2 separate regions of the Sus scrofa genome follow, and region 2 is linked to region 1. Evidence: chromatin contacts called from public Hi-C data. All regions are on one chromosome and are shown on one strand. Each heading gives the region's core, a stretch centred on a gene start, on an enhancer-like site or on the middle of the called end of the contact. The rest is flanking DNA. Distances are from core to core; before and after follow the strand shown.

The links. A called contact is a pair of places that touch in the nucleus more often than the background predicts.
Region 2: a contact with region 1 is called in a Hi-C map of omental adipose tissue, with 2.5 times the contacts expected there. The contact joins the promoter of P3H3 here to the promoter of CHD4 in region 1. A contact is called at or near these places in 1 of 5 promoter capture datasets (liver), 10 of 47 Hi-C or Micro-C datasets (embryonic fibroblasts, epiblast stem cells, fetal skeletal muscle and 6 more) and 2 of 2 datasets of contacts at active chromatin or transcription factors (alveolar macrophages and skeletal muscle).

Annotation. Positions count from the first base shown.
Region 1 is chr5:64,067,990-64,074,451 of Sscrofa11.1, reverse strand. CHD4 (chromodomain-helicase-DNA-binding protein 4) reads right to left here and starts at 2,825. Exons shown (of 40, transcript XM_021092425.1): 1 at 2,588-2,825; 2 at 1,561-1,738. The coding sequence starts at 1,660.
Region 2 is chr5:63,882,026-63,888,487 of Sscrofa11.1, reverse strand. It overlaps P3H3 (prolyl 3-hydroxylase 3), which reads left to right and starts at 3,194. Exons shown (of 14, transcript XM_005652597.3): 1 at 3,194-4,138; 2 at 5,001-5,153; 3 at 5,777-5,975. The coding sequence starts at 3,653. It overlaps GPR162 (probable G-protein coupled receptor 162), which reads left to right. Exons shown (of 5, transcript XM_013987412.2): 2 at 1-353; 3 at 915-1,104; 4 at 1,613-1,770; 5 at 2,014-2,778. The coding sequence ends at 2,565.

The DNA of each region.
Region 1 (6,462 bases), core at 1,576-4,075:
CGACAAACTGGCTGAGATACAGGGGAAGATTTGGGAAAGGGGCAGGAATGAGGTGTGGCAAGTGGAAAAACTGGGTCACGCTACAGCTTGGGGCAGAGTTCACCGTGGGAGCCTGCACAGCTCCCAATCAACACAGGGGCAGCCCCAGACCAAGGGGCCAATGGGAAACCAAGATGTGGAACCAACGCTGGCTGGACGGCCCGGCTACTCCTCATGCCCCTCAAAGCCAGGATGGAACCACCTCACCACTACCGCCATTCTCCACCCCACCTTGGGCCACAGCACAGAAATCTGCCACCTCGCCCTACACAGTGATGAGACTCAAGCCTAAGTTTCTCATCCCCACAGCTGAAGACTCAATGACAAGACTGACCCTCTCCTAAATGGCCTCGGATTGAAGCGAAGACTTCCAACTTAGAAAGTGCCAAAGTAGAAACATCTCTCCCAGACCACCTCAACTTGCAGTTGGAACTATGGAGAGAGAAGGCAAAAGTGAAAAACATTTGATGGGAAACAAATACAGGACTAGCAAGCTCCAGAATTAAAATAAAACCACAAACAGAAAAGATGAAGAAACAGCACGTAGAAAAAAACAAAGCTACGAAAAAAAGGTCAAGGAAACAAGGAGGTGACTTAGCTAAGGGATCTGAAGACAGACAGAGAAGAGAGACATTCACTTAGACACATAACACCAATCATCACTTGAGGACAAACAAGAGCCATTCCAACCAGGCAGGATGCATAACCATTCGGGTTTGGCCAGTGCAAGGACCCACCCCAAAACACAGACAACACAACCCCCAACACACCTACACAAACACCTCACACCACCAGTCCAAACCCCAGGCTACCTGCACAGGGCAGAACCGTCTAGAGAAAAAAGCCAGGATTAAGTCCACTTGCCCGAGGAAGAGAGGTGCCCAGAGTGTCATCTCTCTTCTTTCTGTCCCTTGGAGTATACCCTGCAGGCTACTACATCCCACTCCTAGCCCCACTCAAAACATTCCAGCAATCTGCCTGGCTAAGAGCACTCTAGATTCCAGCTTCGGAGCGCAATTCAAACTTCACACAGTTGAAACAGCACAGAAAGCCGGTAACTGATCAGAAGCTAAAAATAATCAGAGAGTAACCAGCACTCCCTCTTTCTTTTCCACAGCAGCAATCACAGGATCCTACCGGCAGAGATGCCCGGCTGGTCTCCTCCAAAAGCGATCCTCAACCCAGCCCCTTCCCCACTGCACAGCCTCCAGGGGTCCCAGCCACCTGCATTCCTCCAAGGACCCACAAAGCCTGCCAGCCCAGAGAGCTCCCTCAACCGGGAACTGCAGAGCAATTCCCGAAGGCAGTGCAGCAAGCTTGCATCTCGGTCCGCGCAGCCCGGGAGGCACATGGCTTCCAACCCCCTCGCACAAGAGCTCCGCAGAAGAGAACCACTCCCTTCGGATGCCCTCCACCTCTCACTGCACAGAGCAAGCCCAGAAACTCAACCCTGCCTCACGGAGCCACTAGGGAGGGCCCAGATGGCTCCTTCCTGCCCGGGGCCCTTGGGGAAGATGTTACCTGGGTGGGGTGGGGGCAGGCTGTTGTTCAAAAGTGCATCCATATCCTCCTCCTCACTGCCCGCTGAGCAGGGGGACGGGGAGCCCAGGCCCGACGCCATCCCCTTCCGCTCCCGGCCAGGGAATTGGCCCAGCTGCTCCTGCCTGCGGCCTGGGGCCCTCGACACTGGCCCGAGTCACTGTGCGGGGGAGGGGGGAGAGAAAGAGAACAGTCAGTGACGCGCACGGCCCCCTCCCCCACCCCGCCGCGCTTTCCGCCCACCCCCGGCCCCCCCACCCCTCAGCCACCCGAGCAGGGCACCCGAACCACTCAGGCTGAACTTAGTTCCACACTCCCAGGGGCAGCCCGGAAGCCGGCTCCCGGGCTGGAGCCCCCCAGACCGGAGGAAGCGGCGCCCCCGAGGGCAAGCCGGTGCCGGCGTAGGGAGGGGAGAAGCCGCTGAACTGAGCCGGGCGTGTCGGGGGAGGGGGTCCGAGTGGCCGCGGCGCGGGGGGGGTGGGGGGAGGATCGGGGGAGGCGGCCGGCGGCGAGGCGCTTGGGGACACAAGGTCACTTGGGGGTGGGGGGGCGACTCCCTGCGCCTGGGGAGGGGCCAGTCCCCAGACAGGGCAGCTCTCCAAAGGCTGTCCTCTGGGACAACTCGGGTTCTCCGGAGAAGCCGCGGGGACGAGGGGGCGTGGAGGCTCGGCGCTCCGGGGGGCTGGAGGCAGGGGCGTGGGGGGCCGGGGCTCCCACCAGGCGGGGGGCCGGGCCACGTGTCCCGGGGGGCAAGTGAGCAAAGGGCGAGGGGGGCGCCGGGCATTGTGGGAGGCAAAGCCCGAGGTGGGAGTCGCGGAGAGCTAGAGTCGGGCAGGGCGAGGGCGGGGGCTGGGCGCCCTGCAGGGGAAGGAGAGGCAGGGTCGGCTTCCCGGGCAGGGGGCGGTCTGCGGGTCCGGGGACGCCCGAAGAGAGGCTGGGTGGAGGGATGACCCTCGGGGCCGGTCGGGATGAGAGGGGCTTCTGTCTGGGAACCCCGCGCTCTCCTCACCCCGGAGCCGCCGCAGGTCGCGCAGGGTCCGGCCGGGTGTCACTCCCGCTCCGGCTCCTCCTCGCCGCGGCCGAAGGGGGGAAAATGGCTCCGGCTCCAGCGTCGCCTCTTAAAGGGCCCGAAACACCGGCCGGGAAATCCCACCGCACAGGCCCCGCCCCCCCACGGACAGCCCATAATAACCTCAACCAACTCCAACCCCCCCTCCACTACCGCCACCCTCCTCCCTAGGTCTCCCGGGCAACCCCCGCCCCCTCGTCGCTCAGCAACCACTGGCCACGCCCCCTTCGAGCGCGCGCGCGCGTGTCACCCGGGCAACCACCCACCTCCTGGCCATCCCATAATACACACGGACACCACCACCACCACCACCACCGTACCACCACCACCACCACAACCATCACCCCCCCACGCGCACGCACTCCATACACATATACATATATGCCAGGGATGTTGACATCTCATGATATTGCAGACCTTTTGCAACTAACACTTTACCCCTCCCCTAGACATCCCATAATAGCCATCCTTTGCCAACTTCTTCACTCTTGGCCCTAATGCTAACATCCCATAATAATTCGTCACCTCTCCCTCCCCATGGCCATCCCATAATAAGCACCCCTACCCGCTCTTCATGCTCACATCCCATAATACTCATCCCCATCCCCCACAGACATCCCATAATAACCACTCTTCATCCACCCCCAGTTTGATATCCCATAATAGTCAGAAACTCACCCCCCCCCAACAACGGACACTTCGGCCTCTTCCCACTTCCCACACACATCCCGTAGTAATCAGTCTCCCACTTTCTGTACTGACATCCCATAATAACCAACCCCCTGGGGAGCTGCCCTCAGCCCCTGTGGGCTAGAACCTCAAAACTCGACCCCAAGGCTTCAGACGTTCATTCCCACTCCACAGCCCATAATAACCACTCCTCCTCTATCAGAGATATCCATAATGATCAACAGCCCTACAGTCACCTCACAGATGGACATCCAAACTCCTTTCCTCTAGCACTGGAAAGATATCCCATAATTTTACTCCCCCACCCACACCCTGACATCCCATAATAATGACAAAGAACCTGTGGTCAAGCAAACATACAATAATACTCCCAACACAACCCAGAGTCAGGTCCCATAATGCTCATCTCTACCACCCCTATACCTTTCCAGTCAGGCATCCCATAATATTTATACTCATCCCTCCCCCATCTCCAGAGGCTGTCAGTCTAAAACCCTAACTCCCACACCAGCAAGGGTGAAGCAGGCTATCCACATTGCCCTGTCCCCGCCCCAACTTGTACACACCTTCAGCCCTTAATGGCCCAAAGCAGTATCCTGGCACAAAGTCTCTTGATGTCTAGGACAGACTCTAGCTTTCCTCATCCATCATTTTCAGACATGCAGGAACTGGACTGAGCCCCACCCAATCCCACCAAAATCCAGATGTTCTCCAGACACTTAGCAACACTTACCTCCAGTTAAATTTTGAGTAAGACCCACCAAATACCAAGCTGGTCAGATGAGCCATTCACATAAAGTTCAGTTCACCTCAGAGCATCCCATAATAATTACAAATGCCCACCTAAAGACTATTTCTCAACATTCCAGCAGTCCCCTTCCCACACCACCTCCTCAGGTCAAGTGGTCCATTCTCATCCTAGGCCACGCCTATGGATGGACATCCCACTACAGTGTGAACAGAGGATCATGCTATATACACCTGAAGAGCTAAGACCTCCTGTTTCCCTAAACACTGCTACTCATGTTCACTCAACAGATGTTGACAGAGTACCTAGCAAAGCACAGAGCCAGGCACCATGGAGAGTGCAGGACCACAGGTGCCCCTTCCCTTCAAGGAGCATAAACAACCAACTACAAGAGGAGACAGAATGACTGCTGTCAATGGAAAACTGAGTTCCACTTCCCAATTTCCTGTTACAGAGAATAAAACAAATCCCAACTGGTCTCAGGAGAAATCAGATCCCAGTAGAGGTTCCTGGTGGTCCTCCTAGAGGCTGGGAAATTATTTCAAAAGGATTTACCATATAGATGGACAGTCAAAATAATCTCCTATCTGGAGTTCCAACTGTGGCACAGTGGGCTAAGAATCCAACTGCAGAGGTGCAGGTTGCTGTGGAGGCCTGGGTTCCATTCCCTACCCAATTCAGTGGGTTAAAGGAGCCCGAGTAGGTTGATGCTGCAGCTCATATTCAATCCCTGGCCCAGGAACTTCCACATACTCTGAGCATGACCATTAAAAAAAAAGAGAGAAATAATCTATCTGTTCACTACATACTACCGGATTTTGTTTCGAAGCAATATTCATCCATCCAGTGTTTCTAATACTGAAACGCTATGTATCATCATGTGCTTCCTTCCTGAGAGGCTCATCAACATGCCAGTATTATCCTCATGCTTGAACACCAAATTCTGCTTACCCTCAATGCCCCATGTTTCTCATTTACACCCTTTCTCATTTTATATCCTGAAGTCTCATAGGACTTCCAACTGCCCTCATCCTCATCTTGTTGAAGCCCCATTCTCCACCCAACCCCTGCATCATTATATAATATTAACCATCTTCCCTTCCTGTGTAAAAGTCAACATTCCAGAATGTCTTTGTCAGTTATTATGTCACAAGGTAGCCTTCCAACTTATACCATCCCCTTCCCCAACTGCAGCTATCCTGCCTGCAGCCACGCCGGGGGACCCAGCCCAAGAAAGTGAGCGAGCACAATCTGAAAATCCTTTGGCCCTCAGAGAACCTGAGCCTGTAGCTTCTCACTTTTCCCTCTTCTCGAGCCCCAGAGAACTAGGACCTGGGTGGAAATCAATGTCCTGGCACCTCTTCCTTGCTGCCCACCCCCCTCCCCCCAGACCCCATAGGATAACATCTTCCTATGCTCTCTTGTGCCTTTTTCACAAAAGTCCAAGACCTGTGGTGGTAGAACAGGTTGAAAAGAAACCGGAAGGGACTCCTAGGAGAGGCCCTTCCTGACCAGAAGTGAGTGGGATGAACCTCACATCATCTCTGTATGGCCCTTCTAATCTCACTTCCCTAGAGAAAGGGCCTGGCCAGCTGACTCTCCCTCCTCTGGAAACCACAGGACTGGAGAACTGGCAAGGAGAGATGAATTCAGGAGAGGTACGAGCTTGCTTCGGGAATCACCCTATGTATCCAAGCAGAGTACCAGCGATGCTGATAAGTCTTTCTCCCAGCTCCTGCCTGACTTAACGCCCCAAACCACCCTTTCTGCATATCCATTGCGGCATGCAGGCTGGCTCCCCCATTCTGCAAGGCTGCCTAGTCTTCTCCTTAAATTCTCTTGACATCAAGACTGCGTCCCATTCATTTGTGCAAGCCCTTCCCCATGCTTATTCTGAACACTAAGATCAAATCTCGTGCTCCTCACTTAGGGGAGAGGAGGAAGCTCTTTAACTAAGATACCATAACGTGGGTATGCCTCCTTGCAAGAAGTTTCTCATTCAGATACACAGCTGCCAGATACTTATTATGTCCTCCTCTCTCCCCATCTCTCTAGGGGATGCAGCCTGCTCCCGGGCCTTTAATTCCCTCTGTAACGTCTCCATCTGCCCCATGCCCTCTTTTTCCCATATATATAGCGCATCACTACAGTGACTCATAACATAAACCAGAAGGAGAGTTTTGTAACTGGGTAGTCACGGCCTCTTGACTGTGATTGCCAGCATGGTACCTGTTGTCCACCACAGCCCCTCTGCCCCATCCCTGCAGTTTCTACCCACCTATCACTGCTTGGGTCTTCTTACTCCCCATCTTCCCCTTGATCCCACCACCAGGGGAGAGTTAAAGTCCCTTTCTCTCTCCTTGAGTTCCAGAGGGCT
Region 2 (6,462 bases), core at 1,945-4,444, 190 kb after region 1:
GAGCAGGGGTGGGGGGTGGGGCCAAGGGGGGTGGGTCAGGGGGTTTGGGTACCCGGCCAGCCTTTGAAGTGCCGGCCATCGTGGTGGAAGATGCCCGAGGGAAGCGGCGGTCCTCGCTGGATGGCTCCGAGTCAGCCAAGACATCCCTGCAGGTCACCAACCTGGTCAGCGCCATCGTCTTTCTCTATGACTCACTCACAGGGGTGCCCATCTTGGTGAGACTGGGGTCCTCCCCCCCCTCCTGCTCTCTCCAATATCCAGGCCCCAGCATGATCGCCCAGCCTCCAGCTCCATCAGCCTCACACGCAGCTCCACCATCCAGCTGCCTCTCCTCTACCCAGCCCACTGCATTTGTAAGCCCCTGCCTCCATCACCCACCTTCTAGTTCCCATTACCCCCAGCAGCGCAGCCTGCTCTCCAGTGACCAGTCCACACCCCCCATCATCCGCCCTTCCATCCCACTCCCTGTCCAGCTTCCTCCTCCACTATTGAGCACACCCCCCACCTGTCATCCAGCTGCCAAGCTCCACTCCGGAATTCCCTCTGGATACCACGGGGTCTTGAGCACTCCTGGGTGGCAACCCAGAGGGCTCACCCCACCACCCCAGCTTTTTGCATGCCCATCTCGTCCCTTTTCCTGAATTTCAGCCTGTCTTCAAGTCGGCTCTACCACCTCTGCTCTTCTCCCTCTGGACCACAGGGCTTTCTTTCCAGTACTCTCTTCGGATCTTCCTCTGAGTCAGTCCCTCCCCCTCAGTTCATCTTCATCTCGACCTTTGCCTCTGTCGGTGACCCTATGTGATTCCCTCCTGACTTCTTGCCCCCTCAGCTGCACTAGGATGTCCTATCTGGGGTCCGATGGGCCCCCGCGGCTCTGGGCCCTGACCAGTGCCATTCCGCCATCGTCCCGCCAGGTGGTGAGCTTCTTCTCCCTGAAGTCGGACTCGGCGCCCCCGTGGATGGTGCTGGCTGTGCTGTGGTGTTCCATGGCACAGACGCTGCTGCTGCCGTCCTTTATCTGGTCCTGCGAGCGCTACCGCGCCGACGTGCGCACAGTGTGGGAGCAGTGCGTGGCTATCATGTCCGAGGAGGATGGCGACGACGGTCAGAGGAGGGCCTGGGCTTTGGCTTTCCTGGGCATCGGCTCCCTTTTCCTGCCCTTTTCTACCAGCCCTTCTGTGGGGACGGGCTGCCCTGGAGTGCCCCCTGCTGGACAGAGCCTGCGCTACCCCTGGGCCGACTCCCTGCTTTCCTCTCCCCAGTCCTCTCCCTGATGCACAAGCCCTGCATCCTTCTGCACGGAGGGATCTCTCCCCTGGGCATCCACACCCCTCCCACCCCGCCACCCCCCCACCCCCACCATACGGTGACAGCTCTTGGTGGGGGGGGGTGTGGCAACTGTTTCAATTAAGTGTGTGGGTATGTATGAATCACTAGGGGCTCCGCAATGAAGCAACAGACCCTTAGCGACTCTTGCTTTCCTCTTAGAATTTACAGACTAATGGGAACAGGAGGATTCTCCAGGGAACTTATAAGGGAGTGGAAGCTTTATGAGGGGGTTGGGGGGTGGGTATTCCCTGCTTGTAACCACTCTGCCCCTTTTATCTCCTAGATGGGGGCTGTGATGACTATGCAGACGGCCGAGTGTGCAAAGTTCGCTTTGATGCCAACGGGGCCACAGGACCAGGGGGCAGGGACCCCGCCCAAGTGAAGCTGCTGCCTGGAAGGCACATGCTTTTTCCCCCTCTTGAGAGGGTCCATTACTTACAGGTATGGGACGAGGCCATACACCTCCGACTGTGGGTATCCCCTCCCTCCTTTTCTGCAGTCTCTCATCCCTCCCTAGTCCGGGCCTGCAGGGCACAGACCTGCCAGAAGCCGGCTCGCCCATCAGAGGCGTTTTTTTGCGAAAGTGTAGGGGTGGAGCCACTTGCAGAGAGTCCCCGTTTCAGTTTCTGCCTCTGCCCCCTTTGTCCCTGCAGCACCTCTGGGTCTACTTCCTCCTCTCCCCAGGTCCCTCTGGCCCGCCGTCTGTCCCATGATGAGACCAACATCTTCGCTACTCCTCGGGCACCAGGCTCCTTCCTGCACAAGTGGTCATCCTCTGATGACATCCGGGTCCTCCCAGCCCAGAGCCGGGCCCTAGGGGGCCCTCCTGAGTACCTGGGACAGAGACAAAGGCTGGAGGATGAGGAGGATGAGGAAGAGGCTGAAGGTGGGGGGCTGGCCAGCCTCCGCCAATTCCTGGAGGGTGGGGTTCTGGGGTCAGGTGGGGGACCTCCATGGGGTCCAGGCTTCTTCCGAGAGGAGATCACCACCTTCATTGACGAGACGCCTCTGCCTTCTCCGACTGCCTCGCCGGGGCCCTCTCCTCGCCGGCCCAGGCCCCTGGGCATCTCACCCCGCCGACTCTCCCTTGGGTCCCCTGAGAGCAGAGCCATTGGACTTCCTTTGGGCCTAAGTGCAGGGCGACGCTGCTCCCTGACAGGAGGTGAGGGGGGCGCACGAGCTTGGGGAGGATCCTGGGGCCCAGGTAACCCCATCTTCCCCCAGCTGACCCTTTGAGCCCAAGTGGGCCTGCTGGACTGAGAGGAGGTGGGGCTGGGTGGGTAACACCTCGTTCTATACCTGAGCCTAAGGCGGCTGCCTCCAGACTCTAAGGAGATGGGCTGGATCGGGGGCCCTGGAACTCCTGCTGTCATCCCGTCACCGGATGCCCAGCTCACCTTCCGTCATCCCTAGCAAAATGTATTAAAGTCTGAAGTGTTACCATGAAAACCTCTGTGTCCAGTGTGCTGTGGTGGCAAAGGGGATGGTCAGAGGCTTGGGGAGTGGAATGGCTCAGAGAGGACAAAACAGAGCAGAGACAGTGGACAGAGGCGCAGAAATATACACAGAGGAAGAGAGACACGCGGACAACACAGAGACAGGCTTAGGAGGGCATCTCCTGCTGGGGTGGGGGGTATGGGGAGACTCTTGAGCTTGCTGGTTTTGGGTGTGAAGGATATTTGTTGAGATCGTAGGGGTGGTTTTACAGGACATCTCTACCTCCCATGCTTCAGCTTGCCTCCTTTTCCCAAATCTGTGTGTGCCCACTTTCTGGGCAGGAAAGGGTTTGGGCAGACTTGGTGTCACAGGCCTGGAGTTTATCCTCCCCCCTGCTGCATTCTAAAGCTCTTTTTCCAAAAGCCTGCGTGGGTGGCTGGGTGTGTGGGAGGCAGGCACGCTCCCTTTCCTGGACTCTAGGCTGGAGGGGAACATTGCTGCAGTAGGTACTCCCGCCCCAAGGGCCTCTGGAGTTGGAGTCCGGAGTCCTAAGAGGCTCCTCAGGGTGCCTTAGGCCTGCTCCAGTGCCAGCCATCGGCTCCGCTCGCTCCACGGTCTGTTTCTCGTCCCTGCCACCTCGCTTATCCTAAAGCCCGCTTCACCACGTTCTGCCAGGCGTTCTCTGACTCCTGTCTCCCAGACCGGCCTCTCCCAGGGTTGTCTCGGCTCCATCAGCGCCGGTCGGTGCCGCTCTTTCCTCCCCTCTTCCTCTCCTCCCTCCTCTCCATCTCTCCTTCCTTTCCCCTCCCTCTCCCTTCCCCCTTTCCTCCCTCTCCCTCTCGGCTCCCGCAGTTCCCTCGGGCAGCCGGCCGGCGGCTCTGACACGATGCTCCGGCTCCTCTGGTTGTTGCTGCTCCTGCTGCTGCTGCCTCCCCCGGGGTCCCCCGAACCCCCCGGCTTGGCCCCGCTGTCCCCGGGGGCGCCCCCTCAGGCCCCCGACTTGCTCTACGCCGACGGGCTGCGCGCTTACGCGGCCGGGGCCTGGGCGCCGGCTGTGGCTCTGCTGCGGGAGGCGCTGCGGAGCCGGGTGGCGCTGGGCCGCGCGCGGCGGGACTGCCAGGAGCGCTGCGCCGCCGAGCCGGGGGCCGCGCTCCCCGCCCTGCTCGCCGCTGCCCCGGGGCCCGGAGCGGCGCGGGGCGCCTGGGAGCCGCTGCTACTCCGTGCCGCGCTCCGGCGCGCCGAGTGCCTGACCCAGTGCGCCGCGCGGAGGCTGGGCCCGGGGGGCGCGGCGCGGCTCCGCGTGGGGAGCACGCTCCGGGACGCCTTCCGCCGCCGGGAACCCTACAACTACCTGCAGAGGGCCTACTACCAGGTGCGCGGCCCCAGGGATCCCCCGCCCAGCTGCTGTCCTCCTCCCGCTCCCGGGAGGGGCGGCGTGCCAGCGCCCGGACTCGGGTGGGGCCGTGCTGATGGGACCTCTCCCTTGGAGTCGTTCATATCAAACCGCGGCAAGCACCCATCGAGGTGGCAGAGGGACAGCCTCGGGAGAGTGGGAGCAAAGTTGGAATGGGCGTCCTGCCTCGGGGTGGAAGTAGAAGACGGAGGGGCCTGGAGTTCTAGGAAGTCTTACTGGGACCTTCGTGGGGTGACAGCCGCCCCTTCCTGGGAACGAGGCGGAGGGGCTAGGGACTGGAGAGCATGAGGGCGGGGGTGGGGGGTGAGTGTGAACCTCCACTTCTGGGCAGGAGAGAGCTTCGGCAAAGTAAGAAGAGGGAGGCAGGGCTGAGGGGCCCGGTGTCCTGGGGGCGGGGGCAGTGGACACTGCGCAGCTACTGGTACGGTAGCTATTGCCTACTAATGCCTACGTGGCCGGGGAAGGGGGGCGCTGGTCACCCACACCTCAGCCCAGGGTCCTAGAGACCTGCGGCTTTTGCTGGTCGCTCAGGTCAGCCCCATGTCCCCATGTCACTCAGCCATTACTTCCACCTTATCTCCCAGACTTCAAACCCAGATCCCTCTGCCCATATCCCACCCATTCCATTCTTCAGACCCCTTCTTCTTAGCTACCAGACTCCTGATTGTCCCAACATACTGGGGGTCTGGAGATTGGGAGGTGGGCTGTTCTGAAGGCTCTTGGGCAGTGCCAGGGGCATCTGGGGTGGGCAGGCTGGGAAGGGGGCAGAGTTTGACCCCCCCACCTCAGGGCTGACTCCCTCATCCTTCTCGATTCTCAGCTCAAGAAGCTGGACCTGGCCGTGGCCGCAGCGCACACCTTCTTTGTAGCAAACCCCACACACCTGCAGATGCAGGAGGACATGGCTAAGTACCGACGGATGCCTGGGGTTCGGCCCCAGAGCTTCCGAGACCTGGAGACGCCCTCATATTGGGTAAGACCCTCAGCATGACCCGTGTCCCGCTCCCAGCCCTTGGCTGGGTACACAGGCCTCACTGGACTGGAGCCCTGTGCACTGGGCATCAAGAAATCTGGGTATAGTCAGAGTTCCCATCGTGGCTCGAAAGGTTGAGAACTCACCAGTGTCCTTGAGGATGCAGGTCCTTCCCCAGCCTTGCTCAGTGGGTTAAGGATCCGGCATTGCCACAAGCTGTGACATAGGTTGAGGATGCAGCTCAGATCTGACCTTGCTGTGGCTGTGGTGTAGGCCAGCAGCTGCAACTCCAATTCGACCATTAGCCCAGGAACTTCCATATGCTGCAGGTGCGGCCCTAATCCTAAAAATGTTTAAATAAATCAATAAATCTGGGCACCTGTCCTCACTGACCCTGTGGAGGAGTCTCTCTCTGGGACTTGTTTTCTCCCCGAGCATCATGAAGTCCCCTGTTCTAGCATTCAGGTTCTGAGTCCCGCCCCTGTATTCCCCAAGGCGAACTGAAATCTGGAGTCCAGACCCCAAATGAGACCAACACCCCTCCCCTCCTTTCCACCTCCCAGTCTAGTTTGGCACCCCCTCCCCCAGCATCACAGGTGACTGACCACTCCCCTCCCCAACAGGCAGCCTATGACACTGGCCTGGAGCTACTGGGGCGCCAGGAGGCCGGGCTGGCACTGCCCCGGCTAGAGGAGGCCCTGCAGGAGAGCCTGGCCCAGATGGAGAGCTGCCGGGCTGGCTGTGAGGGGCCTGAGGAGCAGCAGAGGGAGGAGGAGGAAGAGGGCACCGGGAGCCAGGGGGGTCTCTATGAGGCCATTGCTGGTAAGGAGCTGGAGTGCGGGGGTTCACGGTGCTGGGGGAGGCGCATTACCAGCTGAGCGACCTGTGTGTGTGTGTGTGTGTGTGTGTGTGTGTGTGTGTGTGTGTGTGTGTACCCCCCACAGGGCATTGGATTCGGGTCCTGCAGTGCCGGCAGCGCTGCGTGGGGGACACAGCCACACGTCCTGGTCGCAGCTTTCCTGTCCCCGACTTCCTTCCCAGCCAGCTAAGGCGGCTGCATGAGGCCCATGCTCAGGGTCAGTGGGGGAAGCGTGAGCCCTGGGGGTGACTGGGGTTGGAAACGGGGAGCGTGAGCGTTTGCCTCTGAGGGGAGCCTCAGCCTTGTCTCTCCATCCCTCCATCCGTCTCTGCATCTGTAGCTGGTCAGGGCTCCATGGGGACGGTCACCTCAGGAGGACTCTAGTTGGCTGTCCTTTGGCACCGGTGGGAAAAGCGCAAGCGATGGGTCACAGGGCTTCTTCTGCTTCTC